Regions from separate parts of the Mus musculus genome. Here region 2 is linked to region 1. Evidence: chromatin contacts called from public HiChIP or PLAC-seq data. All regions are on one chromosome and are shown on one strand. Each heading gives the region's core, a stretch centred on a gene start, on an enhancer-like site or on the middle of the called end of the contact. The rest is flanking DNA. Distances are from core to core; before and after follow the strand shown.

Evidence for each region. HiChIP or PLAC-seq counts read pairs in DNA pulled down with a chosen protein or histone mark.
Region 2: a contact with region 1 is called in an H3K27ac HiChIP or PLAC-seq map of SST interneurons, with 4 times the contacts expected there. The contact joins the promoter of Tent2 here to the enhancer-like site in region 1. A contact is called at or near these places in 6 of 39 promoter capture datasets (the 3T3-L1 cell line, 3T3-L1-derived adipocytes, the C10 cell line and 3 more), 1 of 15 datasets of contacts at CTCF or cohesin (large pre-B cells), 5 of 484 Hi-C or Micro-C datasets (cerebral cortex, cortical neurons, forebrain and 1 more), 13 of 115 datasets of contacts at active chromatin or transcription factors (the 230-238 cell line, the NIH/3T3 cell line, SST interneurons and 8 more) and 3 of 9 other capture datasets (adipose tissue, liver and pancreatic islet).

What each region holds. Positions count from the first base shown.
Region 1 is chr13:92,998,855-93,002,572 of GRCm38.p6, reverse strand. No RefSeq gene overlaps it. Among named protein-coding and RNA genes, the nearest start is that of Gm41019, 5.1 kb to the left of the region's middle. Within about 2 kb of position 1,817, at least 49 of the 459 cell types and tissues checked have an H3K27ac peak or open chromatin away from gene starts, as enhancers often do. A contact at or near this core is called in SST interneurons, adipose tissue, cerebral cortex and 4 more, where this site is marked.
Region 2 is chr13:93,190,727-93,194,444 of GRCm38.p6, reverse strand. Tent2 (terminal nucleotidyltransferase 2) reads left to right here and starts at 2,028. Exons shown (of 15, transcript NM_133905.3): 1 at 2,028-2,351.

The sequences.
Region 1 (3,718 bases), core at 568-3,067:
TGTGTCTCCTGCTTCTGGAACATGTGGGTTTCCTGCCAACCTACTGTCCTGTGAGGAGGAGGAGGAGGGAGGTTTTATAATTGAGGACTCTTTACTTGGAGCATCTAGCTGATTTATTTGCTTCAGTGTCTAAGATCCAGTAACCCTCCCCCCCAGCAACTGTGAAAGCTAAGAACTGAATTAGTATAGTGTGTGTGGACCAGTCCTTTATTTTGTAGCTACTTCTTGAGTAGTGGCCTCTACTATTGTCTCACAGAAGGGCTTAGCATGGACAAGGGAGGACTGGGGAATAGACTTGGCCGTGCCAGCATAATTCATCCACTTGGGATTAACTTCTGGCCATACCACTTTCCACCAGTGACTCTGTGAGTGAGTCTTGGTCGCTTGGTTTGAAAATACAATGCATTTCACAGAGTTGTTAGAATTAGAGCCAGCAAGATGGCTCTTATTGGTTAGAGGTGTTTGCTGCTTAAGACTGCTAACCTGAGTTCAATCCCCAAACACATGTAAAGATGGGAGAAGAAAATCAACTCTACAAACTTATCCTTTGACCTCTACACTCACACTGTGGTATGCATATGCCTCCCCCCACAATAACAACAGTAGCAACAATAATTATAAGTTAAATAAAGTTTATTTTACATTTTGTAGGTTGAACTTAGGGCTGTGTGCATGCTCTAGTTTATTGTACATCTAAGTGATATAAAATAAAGCTTAAAAAAATCTAAGGTGTTAGACAATATGATAAAAATCAAGTAGATTCTTGGTATTAGCTGCTATGATTTGTGTCAAATTAAGAGACAACAGTGGAGGGGTGTGGAGACATGGCCAGGGAGGTTTTGACCGACCAAGGTTGACTTCACAACCACGCAGACCACTGTGTTTTCAGGAATGTTGTCCAATGGGTTGGATCACTCTAAGGAGCCATGGGCCACGAATCTCAGTTTCCTAAGAGCAAAGTTACTGCAAAGCAGGCAGTTCACCCAGGGGTGATGCACAGCTCACACGCCACCCACATCATTCTGCATTTTCAAGGGGGAGTTCTGAGTTGATTAAAGGTGCGTTCAGCATTCCTTCACGGAGAGATCTACAGGGCTTTGAAGGCCTCCTCCACCTCCTTTTCCCCTCTCCTCTCTCTCTCTTAGGACAGAGCACTTGTGTTTCTCTTCAGTGTCTCAACAGTGTCTTAGAGGACAACCTGCTCTAAGATAAATACACAAATGGAGAGGATAACTAAGTCTGGCAGTGTTTGAAACAAGGCTCTGGCCCATGACTCTCCCTCCATCCCTGACAGGCCCCTCATTTGTGGCCTGCGCAGAATCCACAGGCAGAAATCAGTAACAAACAGCCCTGGCACTGAACAGAGATGTGCATCCAAGCATGTTTATGAGCCGCAGGGAAATTTTCCCTGATAGAGCCTCAAGGGCTGGCCTATGGGTTGGTACAGCTGTCTAATAAAAGACCATCTTTGTAATCAGCGCTCAGTGGAAACGTACCATCTCATTTATAGAAACAGTGAAGCCACCTGCTATTTAAAGGGCCCTCCTCCTCTTCTTCCTCACCCCAGGGCTAAGTTTTCCAGCATACTCCCTCAGCCAGCTGTGTCTTGTCAAAATCCCGGTCAGTGCCCTGGGAAATATGATTCTGACCAACTACCCCATGAGCTATCGCTCTGCTTTTTATACTCTGCCTGGAGTCCAGGAGTAACGGTCTCATACACAAAAAATAGCTTCCATGAAAATGGTCAGCTAGGCAGGAACAAGATGTGCCTGGCGGACTAGGGGGTAATCAGGTCCCCTTCAGAATCACTGCTCGGTGATTCACTCCATGCTGTTCCCACACAGCTCCGGCTGAGTCAGGTTCTGACAGCTGAGAAGGCGGGAAGGGAGAGAGGAAGGGAAGAAAATGTCGCTGTAGAGGCAGGAGCCCAGCAGCTCAGAGTGGAAGGAGAGCTTTGGAAGATGCACAAAGCAGTAAAGAAACTGGGTATAGTGAACCCCAAACTCAAGCCAGCTTGGGGAACGAGTGCTGGTCAAGAACTCTCCGGTTAACTGTGAAAGGAGCCGCAGCCTCCCTGTTTTAACCTCTGAGTTATAAAAAGCTTTCTGCAAGCCATTAGCTCACCTTTTAAAAAGCCATCTCTACTGCTAATGGGGAAGATGGGACCTCTTGGTATCTTCAAGGGCAGCAACTGGAACATGAACCCTAGTTGGACCCTGGAGGGAAATCTCACTTGGCTATCATGCCCAGTCCCTCTCTGCTTGTCTTAAAAGCACAGTGCTGATCCAAGCTCGTTTCTCCTCGACTCATCTGCACCATGGGTCCTGGTTCATGTTTTATGAGCCTTTGTTAATGTTTAAGTGTGCCACACACTCCTATTTATCCTTCAAGTCTCAACGGGAAGCCCCGTCTACCGTCTCCCGTCTCCCGTCTCTGTGAAAGCGCCCTACCTCCTTCCTCACACCCACCTCCCCTCCTCCCTAGCTTCGCTATGTTTAAGGGATCTGTTGTCATGGCCTGCAGCAAGCAGATGGTCCAGGGAAGGCTTCCTTTATGAGTCTGCTTGTTAAGCTGAGCTCTAAAGCTTTTCCCTGTGACAAGATTCAACCCCAATTACTTGCAGATTCTTGAAAGCAAGAAAACAAGCCCTGCTTCACTGTCATACCCACCCCCGGCCACAACAAGGAAGAGAAGGAAGGCGACATAGATAAAAGGAATGTTTAATTTAGGCATGCTAATTTAATTGAGAAGGCTTAGTTTGTATCTGTTTCCCTTTGGCCTGTGGAGAAAGGGGCTTTCTGCAAGTTTGTTTGTTTGAAAATCACTCATAAACATATTTTATTCCATAGATAATACATTCCCTACATGTGCTATAGGGGAAAAGGAAGCTGTTACGATTTATGAAAGAAAACTTGTCAATAGCTAATAGATACCATGCCAGTCTTGTGGAAGTTGGACTCATGGATAAGGTCAAAACCAACCAAGAGATCAATGGTGTAGTCCACTCAATGTTAACCTGGTCTCTAGTTCGTTGGTTATGACACAAAGTTATCAACACCACTTTTACTTGGCCATGACCCACTTCTCGGGCCTATTGCTCTATGTCTGTGGGCTAGGGGACAGCTGCCTGGCCACTGGCCCTGGGAGCATTAGAAAATGGGCGGCCCAGGAAGGAGCCAGTGGGCTGTTATCTGAGGGATATCTGCTCCATCTGGCCTGAGCTTAGTGGAAATTTCCTAAGCCTTCCTCTTCTCCAGGCCTCCCACCAGTGTCTGCTGATCCAGTGGCCCCTCGTGTCCACCTGCCCGTGATATCAAGTCTAATTTAAGTGAAAGCCTACATGTTCCTTTGAAACACATAAGGCAACAGGTCTCTTTCCAACATGCAGGGATACCCGCTAGAAGGCTTGTTGTGTAGGAGAAACACTTTGTTTTTCAGGATTCCTTGCGTAGTGAGTGTGTCAGTCCTGGGTACCAACTGTGTTTACCAGCTGTGTGTGCAGACTTTCACCGCAGGCCCACCACAGGCAGCGTTGGCACATTTCCTTAGCATGCTCCCTCTGAAGTCCCAGGAGGCGAGACCTGTTCTTATTTCTTCTGTACACTCAGGATCCAGTGTAGAACCCAACGAAGGCTACCTTCTCCACAGGTGCTTTCCAGATCAATACCATGATTCTATTTCCAGGCTTCAGTTATGACAAGATAAAGCCTGGCTCACG
Region 2 (3,718 bases), core at 779-3,278, 190 kb before region 1:
ATTCTGTCTGGAGTGAGAATTAACTTATTCAAAGTAATTTTAATTTACAGTTCTCTGATAACTAGGGATGTTGAACAGTTTTAAAAGTAGTTATTGGTGTTTCATATTTGTGAGCCAATTCTGTCATAGTTTTTTTTTTTAAGTTTAAAAAACTCTTTAATGTGTATGTGGTGGTGAAGTGTATACAATGTAATTGGTAGTGGAAATGTGAAGTCCTAAGTGGAGCTTCATGGTTTAAAACAGCCATTCTAATTGTATAGAAGTTCGTGAAGATGAATCAGTTTGGTACTGGGCAGGTGTGAGCATGCTGTTGGCTGTGGTGAACTCTTTCATGACTTCCTAGCTACACTGCACTGAAATTTCTGAAGCCATGAGCCAACTGAAACCTTTCTATCAGATATTTTGGTTAGAGTGAGGAGAAAATTCATAAATACAGTCTCCCTTTTAAAATGCACATGAATACTATCCACCATAAAGCTGGAATACCTGCATTATGCTCAGAAAGAACGTACTTCAGAGTAATAATAACAGCAAAAAGTAGGTCAGTTTACAATGTAGATCTTTCCATAACAATAAAAACTTTCTCTGGCGGGTGATAAATAAGGGCAGTAGCAGCTGACAGACAGAAAAGAAATAGAGAATGAGCCATAATTATAGCCATATTTCAGTACTTTTTCAGTGCTGGGTATTGAACCCAGAGACTCATACATGATAGGCTGACATTTTTGTTTGTTTGTTTTAGGTTTTTCGAGATAAGGTTTCTCTGTGTAGCCCTGGCTGTCCTGGAACTCACTCTGTAGCCCAGGCTGGCCTTGAACTCAGAAATCCGCCTGCCTCTGCCTCCCAAGTGCTGGGATTAAAGGCGTGCACCACCACACCTGTCTTGGCCCTAGCCTTCTTATATGCCCTTTTTATGCCCGAAAAGACAAGCAAGACAGGAAACCAGAGCCATGTTGAAGATCAACTTAACTGACATTTATAAAATACTCTACACAATAACTGAACATACTTTATTACCAAAGCACAATTAACATTTACCACATCAGATGATACTCGGAAGCACGTGACAAGTTTTTTAAAAAATTATTTAAATGATTCAAATATAATTTATAAAGACTTTGCAAGTCAAGTGAAACGAAAACTCTTTATCGAAATAAGTGGGATTCAGTTAAGTTATTATTCATATAGTAAGTTATCAAACGACTCTAAGTATTATCACAGAAATGACCTCAGTTTGTGAATTAAGGTAGAAAAATTAAAAATTGAATAACTATTGAGTTCGAGGCCAGCCTGGTCTACAAAGTGAGTTCCAGGACAGCCAGGGCTATACAGAGAAACCCTGTCCCGACAAAACAAAAACAAAACAAAAACAAAAAAACAACCAAACTAAAAACAATGGGGGAAAAAAACCCAGAATAAATAACAAGAAAACCAAAAAGCAGTAAACAAATCATTACTTTCGGGATTGGGAACGGTCAGATTCTACGGGGACAAAACAGGGCTATTGTTTACAGATATTCATCAATAAATCAAGCAGTTTAGACAGTTTCACCAGATACTAAAGTTCTCTCAATGAGAAACAATGGTGGGTATTTGTTAGACAAGTGAGTGCGAGCTAGGGCAGGGTAATGTGTGGGTGGTTTTGGGGGCCTTAGAGGCATGATTTTGTCTCCAAGAAACTGTTTTTGTTTGTTTGTTGTTGAGGAGAACATCACCCACGATTTCATACTGATCTTTCCAGCAATGGGAAGGTTGGTTTTGGATATCTCCTGGAAGGCCCTCCATGGACAGAACAGGCCTCCTGGAAATGGCCAGCGGCACGTAACTTAGGAGGCGGCGCCAGCGGAGCGGGGTGGCCTACTGCCCTGCGGAAGGGCCGGGCTGTACCTTCCCTCGCCACCATCTCAGCAGCCGCCGCAGACTCCCTGGCTGGACCAGGGTGGGGCTGTGCGCCTGCGCAGCTCAGCAAACGCGCTCTCCAGTGTCGGCTGCCGGAAGTCTGACCTTTCGCTCCCGCTGATGATTCCTTTCCGGGGTCACGTTGATCTTCCGGGTCCTGTGACAGGGTTGTCTACGCCGCCTTTTCGGCGACTTTTTAGTCTTCCGCCTTTTTTTTTTTTTCCTCCCCCACCCCCCTTTCTTTTTGTTGTCGCCACCCCCAGCCTTCCACGGCCGCGCGGGCCTGGCCTTAGGCTCGTGACTCTCCGCCGCCCTGCCCGCCCGAGCTGGGCCTCGCTGCGCCGGGCCGCTGGCTGCTCCTACCTCTGCCTGCTCGGGCGGCAGCTCCGGCCTGGGAGCGTGTTGGCGGGCAGTGCCGCTGGGCCCCGCTCGGCCCTTCGGCGTGGACGCCGGTGAGTTTCAGGGCTTCGGTGGGGATGCACGAGTGCAGGCCCCGGTCCCCGGCCGGGCGCGTGAAACTTGGCTGAGACTGGCGCTGTGTTTTGCGCGGGAGAGCCTGGCGCTCCCCCGGAGCTCCCTGGATTAGGGGCGTTCCCAGGCCGCCGGACTTTGGGAAGAATGTTGGCCTTTCTCTGATCTGTCTTCTCGCTAGTTCTCATGTCGCCTCCCGCCCTCTCCTCACTCCCTAGACCGAAAGAGTAAGACTGTCTTGATACTCCCTCTTGGAGTTCCAAAAGGCAGTGGAGACCCAAGGTAAATGTCTAAATTAACGAACTCTTGTGGAAGGCATTTATCTCTGAGACAATTAAACAGCATGGAGTCATCTCAGTCAGGTCAGGACTGGCTGATGGTCGAATTCACTTTTCCTAGTCATATTTGTGGTTGGGCTCTCCTTTCTTTAACTGCTTAAGAACACAAGGGGCAATGTGTTTCCTGGTATCTGTGATTTAAGTTTCTTGTTTTGCCCTATTTGAGCGTTGTTTAAAGTAATTAGTTTGTTGATAAGAGGAAGAGGAAAAATTGTGCAGGTCAAACAGGATTGGAAATTTAACGTGTTTAGCGTATGGTTTTTGTGAAGTCACACTACCATCATAGTACATAGTTTAGTACTATAGGGCTTTGCTGTGTTAACAGCTATTAACACGGTTAATCTGTACTGATTAGTAACCTGTAATAGAAACACTGGTTGGTGTGAATTGCCCCAATTGTATGTGTTCGAGAAATACACAGACTCTGTGAAACTCTTAGATGGAATTTAATTTTTAATAAAAAGAATGCTCTGTTCAGAGCCTGAAGGTGGTTTTGACAGTGCATGCTGAGCAGGATCTGGGAGTTACACTTGTGTTGTAGAACAAAGAACTGATCCAAGACACTTAGAGTGCACACATAACTTGATTAAGCCATGCAGTTCTTGTAGGAAATTGCTACTTTCTCAGGAATCTTGGTGAAGAGACAGTTATGTAAACTTGAGTAGTCTATAACTTCTTGTTGAGATCAATTTGACTAAAGTTAATTCCAGTTGCAAATTAAGAGACCAAATACTGTTATCACTAGAAATACTCTGTTACTGTCTTGTCTCGTGTCTTCATTTACACATAAACCTGTATTAATCTTGCCTTGATTTAAGCATATTAGACAAAACAGTCTTTAAGGTTCTTTTCTCAAGGCAAGAAGTAGTACAATGCTTTTTAAAAACAGTACACATTTTACCTAGATTATCCTATTTTATTGTTTTGTACAGATTTAAAAGCCAGTAACTTTTAAGATATGAAAAGTAGGATACTATCTATTTCTGGATGTTACTATAAAATTTAGTCAT